Regions from separate parts of the Hordeum vulgare genome. Here all the other regions are linked to region 1. The links are chromatin contacts, called in public Hi-C maps. All regions are on one chromosome and are shown on one strand. Each heading gives the region's core, a stretch centred on a gene start, on an enhancer-like site or on the middle of the called end of the contact. The rest is flanking DNA. Distances are from core to core; before and after follow the strand shown. Region 1 holds the start of LOC123443761 (probable protein phosphatase 2C 6). Region 2 holds the start of LOC123443759 (formin-like protein 20). Region 3 holds the start of LOC123443764 (protein ANTAGONIST OF LIKE HETEROCHROMATIN PROTEIN 1-like).

Region 1 (2,700 bases), core at 54-2,553:
AGAGGGGGTGGTTGCGAGGGAGGGGGTGGGGGAGAGAAATCTGGGGATGGAGACCGACGGGGGAGAGGGGGTGGTTGCGAGGGAGGGGGTGGGGGAGAGAGATCTGGGGTTGCGAAGTCGTTTCGTTTTTTTTTTGTTCAGGGACGAGGTGGGATCAGTGGGAGGTCGAACCATCGGTAGGTTGAACCATCACGACGTTCGATCCTACTTTAATAGTAGAGATTCATATGGTTCTGCGTGTGCTGAGGGCTCTCTTTATTTTCGTTTTAGCTGTTGGTTTTAGTATGGAGAATGTATGCTTCTTTATTTTAATAAAATGGGGCGAGACCAACCACTTTCTTTCAAAAAAATCCAGCCCGTCAAGTCGCGAGTTGCGTCTACCACGTGGCGGCAAGAGCGCTCGGGCCGTGCCATTCTCTTGATTTCTTTTTCGCTCTTTTTATGTGACAATGACCTTTCTAAAAAGATGTTCACGTCCTTCACGCAAAACACGTCTTGTCGTCCAACAGAAACAGTTTTCCCTTTTTATGTGGTGAACGTGTCGCAAGCAGGAAGCGTGGGCGATAATACCCATGGCTAATGGTGCGAATTCTTTTGCGGTTTGTGCGTAACAAATGGAAATGCTTGTGATATTGGCCCTGTTTGGATACTCTAATTTAGCTAGAGGTTAGAGTTAGTTTCTAACTTATGACTAACCTTAAACTAACTTTAGTCAAAGAGGTGTTTGGATGATAGGGTTAGATTGACAATAATTGTACTTGATGGAAAGAGAAAAATAATTTTTTAGTGGGTCATTACCTGATGAATAAAGAGAGAAAAATGATTTTTTAATGTATCCCATGAAAAGTAATCCAATTATCTATAAGGGCATCTCCAATGGTTGTAAGATAGTTGTTGGTAATTTTGACACATAGGATTTTTGATGATGTGTCATTGCAATAAATGAGGAAAGAGAACAAGGTTGTATGTAAATTAACCAACACCCTTGCACAAGCTCCAATGTAGAATGAGAGAGCACCTTATTTATTACCTCACATTTTATTGGACAAACTAGATACAACCCATTGGAGTAGTTGTATGTTAAGGTGTTGGCTGATGACATGGCATATTTTACCAACAACCTAATCAACAAACTGTTGGAGATGCCCTAAGAGGAGAGAGGAGAGGACACCTAAACTCCCATGACAGCATGCAGCAGGAGGGAGGGACACGTGTGTGAGTCCGACGTGCAAGCAGCAGGCCAGGTGCGACAAGCTAGACCTTCATTATTGCTGGCCAGGCCAGGGCAATGCCGAGAAGCTCCCCGAGCCCAAATCCAACCAACCGTACAGCGCCAGCACGGCGGCACACCACATGTAGGACTGGGACTAGGAGGAGTACTAGTTACACTGTGCTGTGCACCCCGATGAACACGTCTTCCCAGGGCCCACCTGTAACCCCCACGCGCACGGCGTGGCGACTCGACACGCGTCCCCGGCTGCCCGCTGCTCGAGGCCCAGCAGCCGATCCGGCGATCCGCGTGTCCCATCCCACTGCCCCCTCGACATCTGTCCCCGCACACACACGGAGGTGGACGTCAACTTTCCCCTTCCCCCCTCCGCCTTCATCTTCACGGCGTCACCACTCCTTTGCTTTTACTGGTAAGTTCTAAACCGCTGCTGCTGCTGCTGCCCTTCCTCTTTTCTCCTCACGCCCGCCCGCCCGCCCGCCCGCGCGTGCTCCCGACGTTGGTTCCGCACCGCTAGCTAGCTTCCTTGCTCGCGAGGGCACCGCCCGTGAGCCGTGATTCGGAGATTTGGATCCGCGCGGACCTTGGATTTTCCCTTGTTTATAGGCCCGGTCGAGCGGTGCCTGGTACAGGCCTTGGGATTCGACCTGGATCGGCGCAGATCTGGAGGCACATGAGGCGCCGGCGCCGGCGGGTGAGCATACGAGGATGTGAAGCAAGTTATAGAGGGAGAGGGAGCGGAGTCAGCGATGGGCTGCTTTGGTGGTGAGGCGACTCGGGGCGGTGATCCTGGAGGCACCTGTGGCGCCGGAGGAGATGGAGGACGTGGACGTGGCTGCGCTCGCCGTGGCGTCCACACCTGTGTTTAGCCCCGCCACGGCCGGGCTCACTCTAATCGCCGCCGCGGCTGCGGAACCGATTGCGGCCGTTGTGGCGGGGGCCATGGAGGGGGTGCCGGTCACCTTTTCAGTGCCGCCGGTCAGAACCACCACGGACGACGGGCTGCCAACAGGAGGGGAAGGGGGAGAGGCCTCGGCAGCGGGGAGCCCGTGCTCGGTCACCAGCGACTGCAGCAGCGTGGCCAGCGCGGATTTCGAGGGGGTGGGCCTGGGCTTCTTCGCTGCGGGGGTCGAGGGGGGCGCGGTGGTGTTCGAGGACTCGGCGGCTTCCGCGGCCACCGTCGAGGCAGAGGCGAGGGTTGCGGCCGGGGGGAGGAGCGTCTTCGCTGTCGAATGTGTTCCGCTCTGGGGGTTTACATCAATTTGCGGCCGCCGGCCGGAGATGGAGGATGCGGTCGTTGCTGTACCGCGATTCTTCGGCCTGCCGCTCTGGATGCTCACGGGCAACAATATGGTCGATGGACTGGATCCCATCTCCTTCCGCCTCCCCTCACACTTTTTTGGTGTATATGATGGTCACGGCGGTGCACAGGTAACCCCACCATTAATGACACTATCAAATGTCTAGTTGAA
Region 2 (2,700 bases), core at 152-2,651, 740 kb before region 1:
CGACGGCGAGGCTGGGGCGGCGGGGCAGGTGGTGGGTACGCGAACGCCATCCCCGACAGCGTAGCGTGCAGCTCCTCCGGGCTCCACGTCCTGCTCCTCGCCGGAGTAGCGAGAGTCTCCGTGGGATGCGTCCTCTCCTCCTCCACCTCAACCATCTCGGGGAGGCTGCGGCGGCGACGGCGAGGCTGCGGCGGCGGGGCAGGTGGTAGTTGTGCGGACGCCATCCCCGAGAGCGTAGCGCCCAGCTCTTCCGGGCTCCACTTCCTGCTCCTCGCCGGTGTAGCGAGAATCTGCGTGGGATGAATCCTCTCCTCCTCCACCTCAACCATCTTGGGGAGCCTCTCGACGCTCCGCCTCCGCCTCCTCGCACCCTGAGGGAGCACCTCGTAGGTGTCCACCGGGATCGTCTTCACATCCGACGACGTCCTCCTGAGCGACCGATCGACGCCGCGGGTCCTGTCGGGCCGCTCCTCTCGCCGGGTCCTGTACAGCTCGGCGTCGTCGTACGAGCGCCAGGCCAACTCCGGTGACGCGAGGCCCCAGACGCCGTCGCTGTCCAGCCGCAGCTCGGGGTAGGAGCTGCTGCTCTTCATCCGCCGGATCCCCGTGTGTGCGTTGTGGTTGGTGTAGGAGTTGTTGAGGCTCGCCCACACGTCTTCCGTGGACGGCTCCGGCGTGGCCACCGCCGCCGAGGACACCAGAGGATGGCTCTTGGGCGCAGGCACCGCGGCGCCGGGGGCCTCCCCATCGTTGTCGCCCCCGCCGCGGCCGAGGAGGCCGCAGAGGATGGCGAAGAGCACGAGGCAGAGGTTGACGACGTCCCAGCCGCTCTTGAGGGTAATCCCTCCACGCTGGAAGCCGCCGCCGCCTCGGCGCACCGCGGAGGGGAGCAAGAGCAGCACGAGCAGGGAGAAGAGGAGGACGAGGACCCAGACCTTGGCGCCGCCGGCGGCGCCATTGTCGTCGGCGTCGGCGTCGGCGGTGGAGTAGGAGGAGGAGGTGCTAGGACCCGTGGCGACAGCGCTGGAACCGGTCCTTTGTTCCTCCATCGCGCGCAGCAGCAGCTTCCGGCCGTGTCGATTTCTCGCACGGTTGAGATGCGAAAGCCAAAAGCGCAAAAAGGCCAAAGCAGCAGCAGCAACTAATGGTTCGTGTCAAGCTTTTTGAATCTCTCTCTGTCTCGCTAATCTGCTGGCCTCCTGTGTCTGCGTCTGCTTTCTTCTTGGCTGGTTATATACGTGAGGTGTGTTGAGGTGAGTAGATGCTTAAGTTTTTTTTTTTTTGATAGGACATGCTTAAGTTGTTTGTCCGGTTATATTATGCGGCACGGAATCAAAATGATTTTGGTTGAAGAAAACGGGGAATGAATGATTGATCGTTGGGCACTTGAGAGTCTAGTGTAATGCGTTGGACTAGGTGAACGTCAATCTTTTCTTAATCCAGCACACCACTACTGTCTACTGGTAGGAGGAGTACTGGTACCAATTACGCGCTTAAAATTCTTTCGCGTGCCAACGAACCTTCGGTGCCAAGTACACTAGTGTACTAGTTGCATCCCAGTGTTTGATTAATTAGTCTGTGCCAAACTGAATCGTGGGCCTGCGGAATGTACAATTTGGAAATGAATGAATCTTACCAATTGTACTTAGGGCATCTTCAATGGTTGTATGATCATCGTTGGTAAATTGCCACATAGATGATTTTGATGACATGACGCAAAATAAAAGAAGAGAGAGAATGAAATCGTATGAACTTGAAGCAACGGTTCACCCACAAGCTCCGAGACAAGTATGGTTATTTCTTCCATGTTTAGTGGATCCGCTTAGTTATTTTACATACGATTAACATACACTTCATTGAAGAGCTTGTATGATGTGCTGTTGGTTGTTGATGTGGACACTTATACCAACGATTGAACATACGAACTGTTGAAGATGCTCTTACAGGGTCTCTAATCTGGTCTGCTTCTTCGGTTTACGAAATGGAAACTTACTAGTAGTACATGTCTAGTGACTTATGTTTTTATTATTTTACAAAAGATAAAAGAAAACGACTTGTGTTCCCAGATGTGGCGTGCTGGTTGTTGTGAGCTGAAGCCTGAAGCAAGCAATGTATGTGTGCGCTAGCTGTTGCAACAAGCTTTTAAGTTGTAACGTCCCGGCGCGTGGCGTGGCGTGGCGCGTGTTTTCTTCCGGAAATGCTCCGTCCAATTCAGCAACTGATGCCAGCCGGAGTTTGTTATCTTCTCACCCTCAAAGGCCAACAAAACTCAAGGAAACTTAGCCTTCCAATCCAGAACTGGAAGCAAGGGGTTTTTCTAAGACATGCAACACATTCTCCATGCGGCGGGCGAGCTAGCTGGCGGGAATTCGGCCTATTTCTGTGGATTACTCGTACTGAAAGTGGCTCTTGTTGGCTCCCCAGGGCTTGTTTTGGGAGGTGGTCATGATCCATCGGCAAGCAACGATCTAGCTAGCTGTGGCTTACAGCGGAGCAAATGGAAATAGTGGGCATGGCCCCTCTTCCTCTTGGCTCATCATTCACGCAACGACAGGGCCATACAAATCCATCTTGGTTGGATCATCTCATCATCATGGGAGTAGCAGTAGCACTTACTTAAATTTCTTCCCTCCCTTCCTGATATCCGGCCGAGTACGTCCACCATTTTCTCCTCAAAAGAAGCTTTACTCTTCATTCATA
Region 3 (2,700 bases), core at 23-2,522, 830 kb after region 1:
AGCGGCGGGTGAGAGAAGAGGACGTAGAGGCCCGACGGATCGAGCAGATGGAGTGCGAGGCCGAAGCTGAGGAGAAGGAGCGACGTGCTGCCCACCGAGCGTCGGTGCAACCACCAGCGAACGACGTCGTTGTCGCTTAGGAGACGGCCTTTCCCTGGGCTGGCCCGACGCTGACCCTCGTCGACCTCACCGGTCCAAACGACGACGACGAGAAGAATGTCTAGGGCAACGCGTCTCCTCATTTTAGTTTACTTAATTTTACATTTAATGTAATGTGGACTATCGCCGGCCTTCGAGGCCGGCATTAAATTTTTAACAATGGTTTCTCTATTTTAAAATTGTCTATTTTTTTTTTGCTACACCTAAAAATGGATCATTGTCCGCGTTGGAAGCAAGCGGCGATTCAATTACAAAAGCAAACACAATCCAATTAAATAAAATATGCACGTCCGTTTGGGTCGAGAGGTTGCAGGTGCTTTGAAAAGTTTTACCTTTCCATTTATGGTCGGTTAGCAGGATCTCTGCACACGTTTGTGGCACCATGTTGTTTGCAGTAAAATTGAGTGACGTCATTGGAGACGCCCAAGAGAGAACCGGAACGCTTGAACCGATGAACAATCCAGATAGATGACTGTGGGTCCTTGAGCCTTGCCAAAAACGTCAGCGACACGACGAAAGGACGCCATGCCGCCGCGGTTTCTCGATCACCGTGGCCGGCCCAGCTCTCGATCTCACCGCTGTATGGCTCGTTTTTTTTTTTTTGCGGGGACTGTATGGCTCGTTTTTTTTAATTGCGGGGACTGTATGGCTCGTATTCATTAGCAGCACTGCACCAGCAAATTTTGACAGTTTGTACGTACAGTACTCCTCCAGTTTACCAGCTCGCACGTGAGGATGATGGTGCCACGCCGGCATGTCATCCCATTGACCACGTTCGTCCGCTAGTCTCCATTCCCCACCGCGCCGCGCCGTGTCGAGGAGAGGAGGAGTCCAGTCCACGCGGTGTCGTGCGGATCTGCGAAACCGCGTGAACCGCGGCACGCACCCGCACCCGCTCGCTGTCAGCCGGTGGGTGCCCACCCGCCACACCGCGTCCTCGGGGCGCGGCCACCTTCCTGGTTGCTCCTGCTCCACACCAGCGCGGCGCAGGCGCGGGCCGGTCTCGCTTTCCTGCCTCCCCTTCCTTGTCCAAAAAGCAACCCCCGCGTTCACACATCGCCATCGATCGGCCTCGTCGCATCACGGCGTATTTATATCGTTCCCCATTTCACACCAGTCTCCTCGCCTCTCCACCTACCAATCACAGGACGATCGTTTCTCTCGTTTCGTTTCGTTTCCTCTTCAATCGCTGACCCGCACCCACCACCGCACCAATCGCGACTCCCGCGCTCCCGGCCAGCGTTACTAGCTACCGTGACGTATATGAGATCCCCATCCGGCGCCCGCCCCAGCAGCGGAGGAGGTGCTGCGGCAGAAGACGATTTCGCCTTCTACTACTCTTTCTTGCAGGACGCTGCCGCCGCGTCGCCGCTCGCGCTCGACGAAACCGTCGCCGCCGCCGCGATGCCAAACAACCGCCGGAGGAAGCGCGGAGGGGACGACTCCATCAAGGACGGACCGCCCGCCGGTAACAACGGAAGGAAGCGCTCCATCGCCACCATAATAACTTCGCTCGCCGCGCTCGAGGCCGAGGGCCACGCCGACAGCGCGGGGGCCGCCGATGCCTCCCGCCGCGAGCTCGCGCTTCTCGAGTCCAACGCCGACAACAAGTCGCAGGCCATGATGGACTACTTCGCCAAGATGGAGGGCAGCTTTGATGCCGACGCCGAGTCTGAGGCCGCTGCGCGCTCCAGGCGCTCGCAGCTCTCGGCGTCGGCAGCGGCAGCGGCCGTCGTGGCTGCCGAGGAGGCCGCCACCAACACTGCAGCGTCGGCCTCGCCGCCGCGTGCAGGCCACCACCAACGCCGTCTGTGGGTCAAGGACCGGTCGCAGGCGTGGTGGGACCAGTGCAACAGCCCCGATTTCCCAGAGGCAGAGTTTCGGCGCGCCTTCAGGATGGGCCGGGAGACGTTCGACATGATCTGCGATGCGCTCGGCTCCGCGGTGGCTAAGGAAGACACCATGCTTCGCGCGGCCATCCCCGTGCGTCAGCGCGTCGCCGTCTGCATCTGGCGCCTCGCCACCGGTGAGCCGCTCCGCCTCGTCTCCAAGCGCTTCGGCCTCGGCATCTCCACATGCCACAAGCTCGTCCTCGAGGTCTGCGGGGCCATCAAGTCTGTCCTCATGCCGCGCTTCCTCCAATGGCCCGATGAGGCCGCCGCCGGCAGATTCAAGGAGGGCTTCGAAAGATCCTTTGGCGTTCCGGGCGTCATCGGAGCCATGTACACCACGCACATCCCTATCATCGCGCCCAAGATCTCCGTCGCCGCCTACTTCAACCGTCGGCACACGGAGCGCAATCAGAAGACATCCTACTCCATCACGCTCCAGGGGGTGGTCGGTCCTGACCGCGCCTTCACCGACGTCTGCATCGGCTGGCCGGGCTCCATGCCAGACGATCAGGTGCTCGAGAAATCCATGCTGCACCAGCGCGCCGCGGCGGGTATGATGCACGACGCTTGCCTCGTCGGTGGCGCAAGCTACCCGCTCATGGATTGGGTGCTCGTGCCCTACACACACCAGAACCTGACATGGACGCAG

What was found. A called contact is a pair of places that touch in the nucleus more often than the background predicts.
Region 2: a Hi-C map of seedling shows a contact between it and region 1, with 5 times the contacts expected there. The contact joins the promoter of LOC123443759 here to the promoter of LOC123443761 in region 1. A contact is called at or near these places in 2 of 6 Hi-C or Micro-C datasets (leaf and seedling) and 1 of 1 datasets of contacts at active chromatin or transcription factors (embryo).
Region 3: a contact with region 1 is called in a Hi-C map of seedling, with 5 times the contacts expected there. The contact joins the promoter of LOC123443764 here to the promoter of LOC123443761 in region 1. A contact is called at or near these places in 1 of 6 Hi-C or Micro-C datasets (seedling) and 1 of 1 datasets of contacts at active chromatin or transcription factors (embryo).

Annotation. Positions count from the first base shown.
Region 1 is chr3H:330,807,435-330,810,134 of MorexV3_pseudomolecules_assembly, forward strand. It overlaps LOC123443761 (probable protein phosphatase 2C 6), which reads left to right and starts at 1,304. Exons shown (of 4, transcript XM_045120286.1): 1 at 1,304-2,659. The coding sequence starts at 2,045.
Region 2 is chr3H:330,067,407-330,070,106 of MorexV3_pseudomolecules_assembly, forward strand. It overlaps LOC123443759 (formin-like protein 20), which reads right to left and starts at 1,402. Exons shown (of 1, transcript XM_045120284.1): 1 at 1-1,402. The coding sequence starts at 1,049.
Region 3 is chr3H:331,638,049-331,640,748 of MorexV3_pseudomolecules_assembly, forward strand. It overlaps LOC123443764 (protein ANTAGONIST OF LIKE HETEROCHROMATIN PROTEIN 1-like), which reads left to right and starts at 1,273. Exons shown (of 1, transcript XM_045120288.1): 1 at 1,273-2,700. The coding sequence starts at 1,423.